2 separate regions of the Ovis aries genome follow, and region 1 is linked to region 2. Evidence: chromatin contacts called from public Hi-C data. All regions are on one chromosome and are shown on one strand. The core of a region is the stretch at or near the end of the contact, and the rest is flanking DNA. Distances in the headings are between cores, read along the strand shown. Region 1 holds the start of LMOD3 (leiomodin 3). Region 2 overlaps FRMD4B (FERM domain containing 4B).

Region 1 (3,908 bases), core at 667-3,166, 150 kb after region 2:
TTGAACAACTATTTCAATTCCTAATGCGCACCCTACCTACCTTGTGAAAATTTTCTAGATCCCTCCCAGGTAAATGGATCCTTCCCAAAGCAATTCCTAACACTTCACACAACCCACTAATTTCCATGTTACTGATGTGTGTGTCTGTGTGTATGTACACGCACACATGCATACTTATGCTTTCTCCCCTCCCCACCTAGTCTGTGAGCTCTTAGAAATCAGGGACCATGTTTTATTTAAATATGAATTTAGAATCTAAATCAGCTTCTTGCCCAGCATGTGGTTGTGTAATTGCATAGTGTTTCCATGCTGTATTTGTTTTCCAGAGCTGCCGTAAACAGAGTCAGAAATTATGGACATGATCTGGTTTCTTTTAAGGTGCGTGAGGGGGAATCTCTCTCATATATCTCACCTAACTTCTGGGGGTTTGCTGGCAATCTTGGGCGTACCTTGGCTTGTAATAGAAGCATCACCTTGATCTCTGCCTCCACAGTTATGTGACATTTTCCCTGTGTGCACGTCCCACTGTCTAAATTTCCCTTTTTCATAAGGATACCAATCCCACTGGACTTCCCAAGTGGCTTAGTGGTAGAGAACCTGCCTGCTAATGTAGGAGACACAGGTTCGATCCCTGGGTCAGGAAGATCCCCTGGAAAAGGAAATGGCAACTCACTCCAGTATTCTTCTCCGGGAAATCCCATAGACAGAGGAGCCTGGTGGGCTACAATCCATGGGACACAAAAGAGTGGGGCACGACTTGCAACAAGACAACAATTCTGTTAGTTTAGGCCCCACCTTACCTTGCCTACATCTGTAAAGACCTAATTTCCAAGGAAGGTTACATTCTGAGATACCTAGATGGGGGTTAGGACTCCAACATCTGAAGAATATTTTTGAGGTTCAAATAACTTAAAATTATAGATTGACAGGCTCTAGTTGATTTAAAAATCTCTACTCAGCAAAGATTCTGAGGGAGGGGTAAATTCTGATTCAAAATTATCCTGAGTAGTTGGAGAAGGAAATGGCAACCAACTCCAGTATTCTTGCCTGGAGAATCCCATGGACGGAGGAGCCTGGTGAGCCACAGTCCACTGGGTGGCAAAGAGTTGGACACGACTGAGCAACTTCACTTTCACTTTCACTTAATAATATTAAAGTGAAGACTCCTCACTTAGATCTGACTACTGACATGTAGGAAAATAATATTGTTCAGCCTGGATCTAGTGAACCAGGCTCTGCGTTTGCACGATATCCTCAGCTGAGGCTTAGGCACATTCAAAGGTTACGTTGCACTATTAACATCCTCTCCTCCCAAACCTGAAGTTACAGTGATTGTTCAGAAGCCCCACACGCTCCCCTCTCTAGGGTTTCTGTACAGCGACTTCAACTAGACCCGTGTATGTTACATCCACCCAGGAAGCTTGAAACCAAGAGTTACTAATGCTTCAGTCCTACAATGGACCCACTAAATCTGAATATCTGAGGGTGAACCAAAAGTCCTCGTGCGTGCTAAATCGCTTCAGCCATGTCCGACTTTTTGTGACCCCATGGACTGCAGCCCACCAGGCTCCTCTGTCCATGGGATTCTCCAGGCAAGAATACTGGAGTGGGTAGCCATGCGCTCCTCCAGGGGATCTTCCCAATCCAGGGATCGAACCCAGGTCTCCCATATTGCAAGTGGATTCTTTACCGTGTGAGCCACCGGGAAGCCCAAGAATCCTGGAGTGGGTAGCTATTTCCTTCTCCAGCGGATTTTCACTATCCAGAGATTGGACACGCGTCTCTCAGGTCTCCTGCATTGGCAGGAGGTTTCTTTATCTCTAGCGCCACCTATCGGAGGGTGAACCAAAAGTCCTCAGGTGATCCTAATATGAAGCACGAGGCTTTAGACCCACGGAGCTGCACCTGGCCTCTCCACGCTCCTTCCCCTGGTCAGTGAATCTCTTCGTCCTTCCTCTGACGCCTGTCTGCAGAGAGGGAGCATTTTGGCCAGCTCCTTGGCCCTGGGAGTAGTCTTATCATGGTAGTTTCTACAAGCAAGGGTGCTGATAGAGAGTCCTGTCGTGGTCCCAGGTTTCTTGTGGAATTCAGGTACTGTTGGTGAACCTAAGCCCTATGCATGCCTGGGAACCTTGTGAATATGCAGTTCTGATCCAGGAGGTATGGGGTTGGGGGTCAGGGAGCCTACATTCCTAAGGTGTTCCCAGCGCGGGCCTGAGTTTCTTGTCGGTGGCTCACACTTTAAGTAACAAGGAGCCGGCATCTGAACCATCCCTTCCGACTGGGCTTTAACGTGCTATTGACAGCACGGGTGACCTTTGAACAACGTGCGGGTGAGGAGGGGTGCCAAGCTCCCTGTGTTTGAAAAACTTCATTTAAATCAGAGTTGGTCTTCCTCCATATATGTGGTTCCTTCATTTCTGCTGTTCCTCCGTATCCAGTTTTGTATCCAAAAATTTAACCGTGGGTCATGTAGTATTGTAGTATTTATTACTGGAAAAAAAAAATCCACAGGTAAGTGGATGCACACAATTGTTCAGGAATCAGCTGTCTGTGTACTTTGTCTCCTACAGAATGCCTCTGCCCTTTTCCTGAAGTTGGGTTTGTTATTTATTGAAGAAGCCATAAGACACAAGTGACCTAGCTGTTCTGTTTCTAGTGATTCATAAACACTAAGGTAGTGTCTATGTAGTGAATCTTCTGGATTCAGGTGACAGTGAGTCTTCTTTCTCTGGAAACTACTCCTTACATTCAAAGGGCACTCCAACCCCCAAGGCCAAATCTTAAAGTGGACAGAGCTCAGGGGCTCTAGAGCCTGGCAGTGTGGGTTCAAAGCCTGGCTCTGACACCTGCTAGCCATGTGACCTTGGGAAAGTCACTCGGCTTCTCTAAGCCTCCATTTTCTCCCCTCACTTCAAAGGGCTGATCTCCAGATTAAAGAAGATAAGATGTATAAAATGCATAGACAACAGCAGCCCAGAGTAAGCTCTCATTACGCACTAGCAGTGGTAATTTTGCTATTTCCTGACCTGATCCCTTAAGTATAGTTGATGGATCCAGGGGTGTGTCTGAGCCAGGCTAGAGCAATCACATCCCCTCTAGGAATTTGGAATTGGACAGTGAAAGCCTCAGAGAATGAATGCTGTCAAAATAGCAGCATTGAACATTGCTGCTCAAATGTTTGTCAGAGGATCAGTAGCATCAGTATCACCTGGGAGCATGTTACATGATACACAATCTCAGGCTCCTTCCCAGACCTACTGAATACAGGTGGATTTTTCACAAGGTGAACATTTCAGTTTGAGACACACTAGGAGAAACGTTTACTATCTCCTTGGAAGGCATCCATCATGAGCTTTGTTTCTTCAAACCTGCAGCAATACCAATGCAGATTTTTATCAAATTGTTCAGTCGCTCAGTTGTGTCTCACTCTTTGTGTCCCCATGGACTGCAACACACCAGGCTTCCCTGTCCTTCACCATCTCCCGAAGTTTGTTCAAACTCATGTCTATCGAGTCGGTAATACTATCCAACCATCTTATCCTCTGTCGTCCCCTTCTCCTGCCTTCAATCTTTCCAGCCTCAGGGTCTTTTCCAATGAGTTGGCTGTTCACATCTGGTGGCCAAAGTATTGGAGCTTCAGCATCAGTCCTTCCAATGACTATTCAGAGTTGATTTTCTTTAGGATTTTAGGTTGTATTGTATTGAGTGTGACCAGCTAATGCCTTGTCTTTTTTTTTTTTTACATTAAAAAAAATACTTATATTTCTGGCTAAGACCCATTTTAGCTCCATCTTCGTTGCTGTGTGTGGGCTTTCTCTGGTTGCAATACGCTGGCTTCTCCTTGTACTGCTTTCTGTTGTTGCAGAGCACAGATTTTAGATGCTGGGGCTTCAGTAGCTGCAGCA
Region 2 (3,888 bases), core at 327-2,826:
ACTAAAGCCAGTGGAAAAACTCTCAGGTGAGAATAAGATTGACTTTTTTTTTTTAATTTTGAGGGTTTTAAATTTTTTTTATTTTTGAGAAAGAAAAAGCCAGTTTGACTTGAATAGTAAGAGGCAAAGTGGTACAAGATAAGGTGGAGAGGGAGGTGGAGGTGGATGTCAGAGAAGCTTGGTATCTTAGACTGAAAATCTCTGACACTCATCTTTTCTCATCTGTACAGTGGACATAATAATAGCACCAAAATAACAAGTACTTTATAGGGTACATATAATAGGATCATGTGCGTGCATGCATGCTAAGTCATGTCTGGCTCTTTGCAACCCTATGGACAGTAGCCCGCCATGCTCCTCTGTCCGTGGGATTCTCTAGGCAACAATACTGGAATCGGGTGCCGTGCCCTCCTGCAGGGTATCTTCCCGACCCAGGAATCGAACCCGGCCTGAAAGGCCCCATAGTAGGGCCAAAGTATTGATTATATTAGAGCCTAGGCACACAATGAAAGGAAGCTGTCATCCTGTTGTTTATAGTCATGGCAGGCAGGTGTGCTCTGAAGGTGGCTACACGAGGGCTTGGGTGGGAGCCCACACAGGAGCGAAGACAAAAAGACCTTCAGTAGAGGGCAGAGGAGACAGGGCTCCAGGGAAGAGACATTTTGAGGGTCAGTACATGGACATAGTCATGGCCCAGTGGGGAAGAAACGGGCCTGAGTGTGGATTAAGGTATAAGAAGGGCTAACTCAAAGGTGAGCCCTGAGAGTCACGTAGATGGAGAAGACACGCTGGGGCCACTGAAGATTGTTTTGCAGGGAACTGACATGATTGATGACTGTGCTCTTGCAAATGTCCCAGGCTGCGAGGTTCGTGGTAGGCTGGAAAAAAGGGCTGGCAGGCATGGCAGGCTTTGGGGAATGCTCCAAGCTCAGGTGAGCATAACCAGAGGGGGCATAAATCAAGCGTTCAGGCTAGGACCTGCTCTTCAGAGAGGCGTATGTAATACGAATGACTTCCTTTGCCGACTTGGGCCACCTTCCACCTCATGTGCCTTGGGATGATCTCTTTTTAAATACTCTGTTGGAAAAAGAAAATGTCTCACTTAAGTGCCTCCTCTATCTATCGCCTTTGGTGAAAGAGGTCACTGGTTATAGCCTTTCCAAGAAGCCTGGCTCCAAAATGCCCTTTGCATACTCCCCTGCAAGTGACAACAGAGTCTGTTTTTGAATTATGATCAGTTTGGAAGGTGTCTTCTGACTCTAGCTGTGTTTATTTTTAGAAGAAGTATGAGCTCGGCTTTTGGAGCGTGGAGGGGGAATTGGCCATTTCTACCTTTCTGGGGAACAAGTCTGGAAAATTGCTTCTGTTGAAGGGTGTCTCCTTGGAATGTCTTGGTCACAGGCCTAGTTCTTTTTCTTTGTCTGGTAAATATTTTTGGAAAGTATTTTCTTTCAGCACTGCCCTCCCCCCCGCCCTCATAAAACCACTGAGTCGGATCCCTCCCAGGATGCTGAATGAATTGCATTTTCCAGCCTACATGCCACATCAGCTCTTTGCCTCCGGTGAACTTCTCCAAATGGAGTTAGGCACAGCCGAGGGGACATTTTGTCAATGAAACTAGCCACTGTCTCTATCCTACTCCACGGGCCAGGAAGAGAAATGGAAAAATGGAGTTGTGAGCTTACATAATTAAAGTAGTGACGGTGACCGACAAAAATTCATGATCCTGTTAAAGGGAGGGTTAGAGTTCCTGAGCTCAGGCTGAGTTCCTTCTGGTGTTCTGTGTGCAGAGTGAGTTTTTTACCCCTAGAGGGCAGTCACGACCCTCCTAAGGCAGCGCTCTGTTCCCCATAATGGTTCCCATCCCTTTCAACCCACTTAACTTTTCTTCCTTCCCTTGTTTGAAAGGATTTGCTGGATGAGCTTTGTTTATTATAAAATAATAAATAGGTTTCACAACACAACTGTGATTTTTGATCTCCGTTCCATCCAGTAGGCCAGAGATGATGGGCCTTTGACTGGTAAAATTCTAGCCTAAAAGGACAGATGGTTCAAAGTGGTCTCAGTTCAGTTCAGGTCAGTCGCTCAGTCATGTCTGACTCTTTGCAATCCCGTGGACTGCAGTATGCCAGGCCTCCCTGTCCATCGCCAACTCCCAAAGTATACTCAAACTCATGTCCATTGAGTCGGTGAAGCCATCCTGCCATCTCATCCAACCTCTGTTGTCCCCTTCTCCTCCCGCCTTCAACCTTTCCCAGCATCAGGGGATGCTTTTCAAATGAGTCAGTTCTTTGCATCAGGTGGCCAAAATACTGGAGTTTCAGCTTCAGCATCAGTCCTTCCGATGAACATTCAGGACTGATTTCCTTTAGGATGGACTGGTTGGATCTCCTTGCAGTCCAGGGGACTCTCAAGAGTCTTCTCCAACACCACACTTCAAAAGCATCAATTCTTTGGTGCTCAGCTTTCTTATAGTCCAACTCTCACATCCATACATGACTACTGGAAAAACCATACCTTTGACTAGACAGACCTTTGTTGGCAAAGCAATGTCTCTCCTTTTTAATATGCTGTCTAGATTGGTCATAACTTTTCTTCCAAGGAGCAAGCGTCTTTTAATATCATGGCTGCAGTCACCATCTATAGTGATTTTGGAGACCCCAAAAATAAAGTCTGTCATTGTTTCCATTATTTCCTCATCTATTTGCCATGAAGTGATAGGACCAGATGCCAAGATCTTAGTTTTCTGAATGTTGATTTTTTTTTTTTTTTTTTTGACCGTTGTTCAGGGCCTTTTATTGGGTGGTCGCTCTCGGGCAGAACTCCCGGGGCGGTTAAGCAGGGGAGCGACAGGGGTCTGCGAAGCAAAGGGAGTCAGTGGGGTCGGGTAAGCAGGGGAGCGAGGGGGGTCTGCGAAGCAAAGGGAGTCAGCGGGGTCTGAATGTTGATTTTTAAGCCAACTTTTTCACTCTCCTCTTGCACTTTCATCAAGAGGCTCTTTAGTTCTTCATTGATTTCTGCCATAGGGGTGGTATCATCTGCATATCTGAGGTTATTGATATTTCTCCCAGCAATCTTGATTCCAGCTTGTGCTTCACCCAGCCCAGCATTTCTCATGATGGTTTCCCTGGTGGCTCAGAGGATAAAGCATCTGCCTGCAATGCAGGAGACCCAGGTTCGATCCCTGGGTTGGGAAGATCCCCTGGAGAAGGAAATGGCAACCCATTCCAGTATTCTTGTGTGGAGAATCCCATGGACAGAGGAGCCTGACAGGCTACAGTCCACGGGATCGCAAAGAGTTGGACACGAATGAGAGACTTCACTTCACTTTCACTCTGCATATAAGTTAAATAAGCAGGGTGACAGTATACAGCCTTGACATACTCCTTTCTTGATTTGGAACCAGTCTATTGTTCCATGTCCAGTTCTAACTATTGCTTCCTGACCTGCATACAGATTTCTCAAGAGGCAGGTCAGGTGGTTTGGTATTCCCATCTCAGAATTTTCCACAGTTTGTTGTGATCCACACAGTCAAAGGCTTTGGCATAGTCAATAAAGCAGAAGTAGATGTTTTTCTTAAAGTCTCTGGGATTTTTCAATTATCCAACAGATGTTGGCAATTCGATCACTGGTTCCTCTGCCTTTTCTAAATCCAGCTTGAACATCTGAAAGTTCACAGTTCACATACTGTTGAAGCTTGGCTTGGAGAATTTTGAGCATTACATTGCTAACGTGTGAGATGAGTGCAGTAGTGCGGTAGTTTGAGCATTCTTTGGCATTGCCTTTCTTTGGGATTGGAGTGAAAACTGATCTTTTCCAGACCTGTGGCCACTGCTGAGTTTTCCATATTTGCTGACATGCTGAGTGCAGCACTTTCACAGCATCATC

What was found. Hi-C and Micro-C count contacts between places; a contact is called where the count stands out from the background.
Region 1: a Hi-C map of hypothalamus shows a contact between it and region 2, with 6 times the contacts expected there. The contact joins the promoter of LMOD3 here to the enhancer-like site in region 2. A contact is called at or near these places in 9 of 16 Hi-C or Micro-C datasets (hypothalamus, liver, mixed tissues and 5 more).

Annotation. Positions count from the first base shown.
Region 1 is chr19:32,476,517-32,480,424 of ARS-UI_Ramb_v3.0, forward strand. LMOD3 (leiomodin 3) reads left to right here and starts at 1,917. Exons shown (of 7, transcript XM_060402229.1): 1 at 1,917-2,091. It also overlaps the pseudogene LOC114109350.
Region 2 is chr19:32,331,140-32,335,027 of ARS-UI_Ramb_v3.0, forward strand. The region is part of intron 4 of FRMD4B (FERM domain containing 4B); the gene reads left to right. Among named protein-coding and RNA genes, the nearest start is that of LMOD3, 150 kb to the right of the region's middle. Within about 2 kb of position 1,577, at least 14 of the 54 cell types and tissues checked have an H3K27ac peak or open chromatin away from gene starts, as enhancers often do. A contact at or near this core is called in hypothalamus, where this site is marked.